Linked DNA regions of Macaca fascicularis: region 1 is linked to region 2. A link is a contact called in public Hi-C data. All regions are on one chromosome and are shown on one strand. Each heading gives the region's core, a stretch centred on a gene start, on an enhancer-like site or on the middle of the called end of the contact. The rest is flanking DNA. Distances are from core to core; before and after follow the strand shown.

What was found. Hi-C and Micro-C count contacts between places; a contact is called where the count stands out from the background.
Region 1: a contact with region 2 is called in a Hi-C map of skeletal muscle, with 4 times the contacts expected there. The contact joins the promoter of PDCD4 here to the enhancer-like site in region 2. A contact is called at or near these places in 2 of 2 Hi-C or Micro-C datasets (liver and skeletal muscle).

The regions. Positions count from the first base shown.
Region 1 is chr9:119,958,019-119,960,718 of T2T-MFA8v1.1, reverse strand. PDCD4 (programmed cell death 4) reads right to left here and starts at 1,343. Exons shown (of 15, transcript XM_074002699.1): 1 at 1,253-1,343.
Region 2 is chr9:119,881,540-119,884,239 of T2T-MFA8v1.1, reverse strand. All of the region lies in intron 5 of RBM20 (RNA binding motif protein 20), which reads right to left. Among named protein-coding and RNA genes, the nearest start is that of PDCD4, 76 kb to the left of the region's middle. Within about 2 kb of position 1,404, at least 2 of the 6 cell types and tissues checked have an H3K27ac peak or open chromatin away from gene starts, as enhancers often do.

The DNA of each region.
Region 1 (2,700 bases), core at 94-2,593, 77 kb before region 2:
GCACTACAGATAATATTCAAGTGGCATTTATTTTTGCAGTCCTAACAATTATTTTTCCTTTCACATTAGTACCACAGAAAAAGCCAATCAATTATAATTCCAAGACACTTACTGAAATATTAAGGTATTCAATAAGCCTATAATGAAGGAATATTAAGGGTATAAATGCCAGTAACTCCTTGCTTAAAAAGCACTTGGTGGTTTCCCAAAAAAAGTCACGTTATCAAAATCATAAAAATTAAAGTAAAAATACAAGTTAAAAAACAAGGGAAACCCTTTTTTGCCAGACATGTAGTCGCATTTCTGATCGTTTTCATCATTTGTAGACACTACACAGTCGCTGGCTATGTAGCGAGTTCTCAAAAGGGGTAGGTGGGCGACATTGACGTCTGCAGACAGTTTTGAAGCTCTTGCAAAACTCCATGTACGTTACAGCATCAAACTGACAAATGCAGCAGACGGCATGCGTTTCACAGAAAGGGGGCTCCCTTCCCAGCTTTGTTTTCTCTGGGAGATTATATTTTACCTGAACTAAAAAAAAAAGAGACCCTTTGCCGGAGGACTGGCTCGGCGAAGTTCGCGCGGGGCTCGGGCGGCCGGCACGTGTTCGCCTCCTAGGGCCCCCCCAGTGAGGCTAGCGCGCGGCCCCTCCCCACAGCGGCCGGACCCTTTCTCCCGCAGCGGGCTCAGGCCAGGACCCCCGAAGTCCCCAGCCCGGGTCGGCCCCCGGAAGGGGCTGGGCCGGGGCCAGGAACGGAGCTCCAGGGTCACGCCGAGCAGGGGGGCGCATCTTCAGAGAATTCCCAGGGAGAGCAGGGGGCGGGGAGGGCGCGAATCTTCCTCACAGGATTTCAGTCCAGCCGGAAACACGCCTTCCAATCCCGGCCCCTGAATTCAACCTCCGCCAGAGGGGGAGGTGGGTTGAGGGAGACCTTCGAGGGCAAGCGTCCCGCGCGCCCCTCTCAGTGGGAAGAGGGCTCCGGGAGGGGGCGGGCCCGCGCCACCACGCTCCAGGCTGGGCCCAGAAAGAGGGAACCGGGCCGGCTGCCCGCAGTCCGGGGCGTTGGGGCGGGCGCGGCTGGACCTGTGGGGCTACGAGGAGGCAGCCGGGGCCCCGCACCGCTGGCCCGGACCTGACAGGGCCGCGGCCCCCACGCCCCCGCCCCCTCCCATCGTGCGGCTGCCTCCGAGGGGGGATGGGGGAGAGGGCGCAGTCTTCCCGAGCGTGTGAGCCGCGCCTACTGGTACTGACCCCTCCGGCCCCTGCCGCTGCTCGCCCAGGTCCCTGGTCAGCCGGCCCCGACCCCGCTCTTCTGGCTCTGCCGCCGCCTCGGAGAGTCTCTGGCCCCTCTCGCTCTGTTTGTTTTTGTTTTCTTCTACCCAGTAACACGGGGGCGAGAGGGCGGCGCTTATTGGCCAAGGCCGGGTGGTCGGCTGGCCAATCGTGGCGGTGGAGCCGGAGCTGAGGCGGAAAGGGGAGAGGAGTGAAACGTGGAAAGTTGGAGAGGGGCGCGGAGAGCGCATGCGCTTGTGGTTCCTGAGACTGGCTGGAGCGGGAGCGGAGCGGGAAGCCGGGGTGGGGGTGTGTTGGGAAGCGTGGCGAGATGGGAGCGTCGGGAAAAGGGCAGTGCTGGGGGATGGGAACGAGGATGAAGCTGCCTAGTCCCAGCTCACCCATTCTCCTTACAGGGCGTTCTGCAAACTGGGCTGAAGCACAGGTTTTGAGCTTCCTGACGTCGCTGCCTCCATTTCTAGACACTCCTTAGGTGAACACTCCAAGTGATCAGCCTGCCCGATTCCTCCTCCCTCTGACCCCTGCTTTCTCCATGACTTCTAGTTTCTGCAGATCCCATGCTAAGAAGTTTCTCTCAGCGAATCCCCTCAAACCTTTGAGATAGAAATAATTCCCATTTCACAGATATAAAACAGGCCCCAAAACTCTTTGAAGTCCCTTTGCTAATCATGACTTGCCAAGCCTCTGGCGTTCGAACGCACTAATTCCGGACTCCGGTGCTGGGAATCTCAGCCATGGCTACAATTTCTCTATTGAAACTTCCACCTCCCCTCGCTGTTCTCTCTGACTTTTCCTCTTGGCTGCATTCGTTTTGCCTGGTCCTGTCCTTATTTCAACGTCACGGTCCCCTGAGGGTGATAACCAGAACCTTATGCTTCCTCTGTGCTCCCAGGAGGGGACTTAGCCACTACCTCTCATAAGATTTTTCAGTTGTCTGATGGGCAGCACCTGAATGATTGCTTGGTCCCTCCAGAACCCAACTGCCTCATCCCGCGCAGGCCAGCGCCTTCCCTTGGCTGCCCAGTCACCCTGCCTGGGAATCATCTCTAATGCTGCTATTTCTCTGCACACACACACACACACACACACACACACACACACACCTTCACTGGCTTCCCACTGCCTCTCTTGAGTGTCAGCGCCACGGTCGGTCGTTCAAGGCTCCACAATGTGACTTAAAGACTTTCAAGCTGTGTCTCCACACATATCCCTATATGCCTCCTCAACCCCTGGTAATTCTTTATATATCACCTTGAAATGTCTCTCTTCTCATCTCCTATCTCTGCCTGGTGCAATCCTTCTGTGCCTCATGGCCCTCCCTAGTAGTTTTTTATTTTGTTGTTGTTGTTGTTTTATTTAATTGAGGCAGGGGCTTGCCCTGTAGCCCAGGAGAATGCAGTGGCATG
Region 2 (2,700 bases), core at 155-2,654:
GTGATATGGAATACTTTTTAAGACAGATTGTTAAGTTAAAAGCAGGCTACCAAGGGGTATGTGTACCATGATGCCATTTTTGGAAAACAAAACAAAAATATATGAAAAAAGATGAAGCAAGTGTTGTAAAATTTTGATAATTACTGGAATTGGGTGATGGGTATACAAGGATTAATTATACTGGTCTCTACTGTTCTGTATATTTAAAATTTTTTGCAATAAAAAATGCTTAAAGAATGTCAGCACAAACAGACAAAGATGTGGAGCATACATATCAACCTGTCAGTGCTGGTTATCTTCAGAGGAAGGCAGTAAGATGAGACATGCTGAACCTTCTTCATATATACCTCATATTGCTTGACTTACAATTCCAATAAAGAAAAAAGAACACAGAAAAGTTTATGAGAATGTAATATATATGCATTGACATTCACAGCAACAACCTGTGGTTTAGGGCAGTGGTTTTCAAAATATTTTCAGCTTGGAATCCTTTCTTCAGATAAAACTGATTTATACCAATGTATTCAACAAATAAAAGAGCTATTCGGGTCAAACTTTGGGGTCTGGCACCCTGGCGCCACCCCCACCTGGCAGTCTCAAAGGCACCTTTAAGGAATACAGTTTGGAAGCCACCATTTGGCCCTAATCAAAGCTCCTTGAGGGAGGAAGTGTGTCTGTCTGTTTTGTGCAAACCTTAATCAGCCTAGAGTCTCTGGGAGGGTCAAGAATTAGTAACCATAAGCCAACCCAATGTGGAAGAGAAGGATATAATTTTCCAAACCTGAAACACATTCTAATAGCATAGTCTCCATTTGCATAATCACAATTTTCTATGTTAAACTGAACTTCAACATCTAATTACATTTGATGTGGGTCCGACTCTGCTAAGGTAATATAGGGGGAAAGTCTAAGATATCATCCCTAACAAGGGCTAATACTTGGGTAATTCTACCATGAAAAGCCCTCGTTTGTCTCATTTGAGCTGAAAACAATTACAGTCCATAAGAATTTCCTTTTATGGTTCAGCCCTGAATTGTAGAAGCCCAAGTGCCTCTTTCCGACCTCCCACTCTGCAATGTCCAGAGGTCAAGCACTTTCCCAAAGGGGAGCAAGGATTCAGGCAGCTCCCAGAGCAGCTCCTCATCTCCCTAAAGTGCAAATGCACTCTCCATCAGCTAGGAGACTTTGAGTCTGTGGCTAGTGAGGACTGAACCCTTCTGCAGAGATGAAAGGAGGAGTGCTATTAAGAAGCAGAATCTTTGCCTCCCATTAGTGTGAGTGTTCACATAAAGATGCAGACACAGCTGAGCTTTCAAGCAGGGCAGAGTAGCTGGTCCTCTGAGCTTATCACAAGGAGGGCTGAGGCTGGGCGCTCTGCCTGGTCTCCTCTTAGCGAGGCACGTTTCTGCCCCATGTGACTTTGCTGTGCTTGGCCTGTGCTAATGCATGCTTGGACAACGGAGCAGACACCCAAGGCAGTTCCGGGCCTATCCTGCTCCTGGCCCATCCAGTTGCCTAGTGAACAGGCATGAGGGCCAGTGCCTCTCTCATTGTCTCCTCCAGACTGAAAGGACAACTCGAGAGGCTTTTATTGGAACACAGCACAGCAACTGCGGCTGCTGGGTAGTAGAAAAAACAACCTCGTGGCTGCCGGTCACCAGAGAGAAGTATTCATGCTGTAGATGTCGTTCCCAAAGGCACTAAAGTGAATGGGCCGCAATTAAAATTTCCACTCAAATTTTAAAAAGACATCTGAGTTCCTTCTCTTCCAAGATTTTAATCAGAAATAGGAGCCGGATTTTACCAATTCCCTTGTCGTCATTTATTAAGATACGAATGAGATTTTTAGATTCTTCCAGATAATAGTGATTTGGAGCTTTCCAATTATGAGCTACATCAACTGCAAATGGTTATGGGAGTGCCAAGATATTGATCCCTCAGGCTGAAGGCCAAGTTCCTCCAGTAACCATGAACGGCTTCTTCAGTTAAACCATTTACTTCAGCAGATTATTTTCTAAGTGAGCCATGAAATGAAAATCTTGAGAATCTCTGGGTTAACAGTTTGCTTTTGTGTGGTGTCTGGCTTCAGGGCATGTGGTAAATCCTATCCAGTTAGAAAGATAAATTAATTTTTATGTGTTCTATTCTTTTGTCAATATTTTATTTAGGATGCTTCATCAAGTTCTTTTCTGCCATTGATCTGAAATGTCTTTTGGTTGTTGTTAAAGTCCATTTAGGTTCAAAACCATCTATGATTCATACGAGATGTAGAATAGTAAGTATTATCACTCTATTCTACTCTCATTACACTTCACATAAACATTGCTATATGCCACAGGGCATATTTGCCCTATGCCCTGTGGGAGATCTGAATGATGAGGGAAAAAGGGAGGGAGGTAGGGAGGAAAGTGAGAAGGGAAACAGGGGGAGTGAGGTCCCTGAGTGGTACATCAAAAGTATAGTTTGTACATCAGAGGCACTGGCAATCCTGAGTGCCCTTGAGCAAGCATCACCATGCTGTGCACTAATTCTCAACCTGGGCTCTCTTATAAGCCCTTAAAGGTCTTCGAAGGTAGTGATACTACAGGAAGCAGGGGGCTAAACATTATTTTTGACATTGAAAAATGCGAGTTGAGGTCATACTTTGAGTTTCTTTATCGATATGGTAATCTGGTGTTAAATTCAATTAGGCCTGAGGAT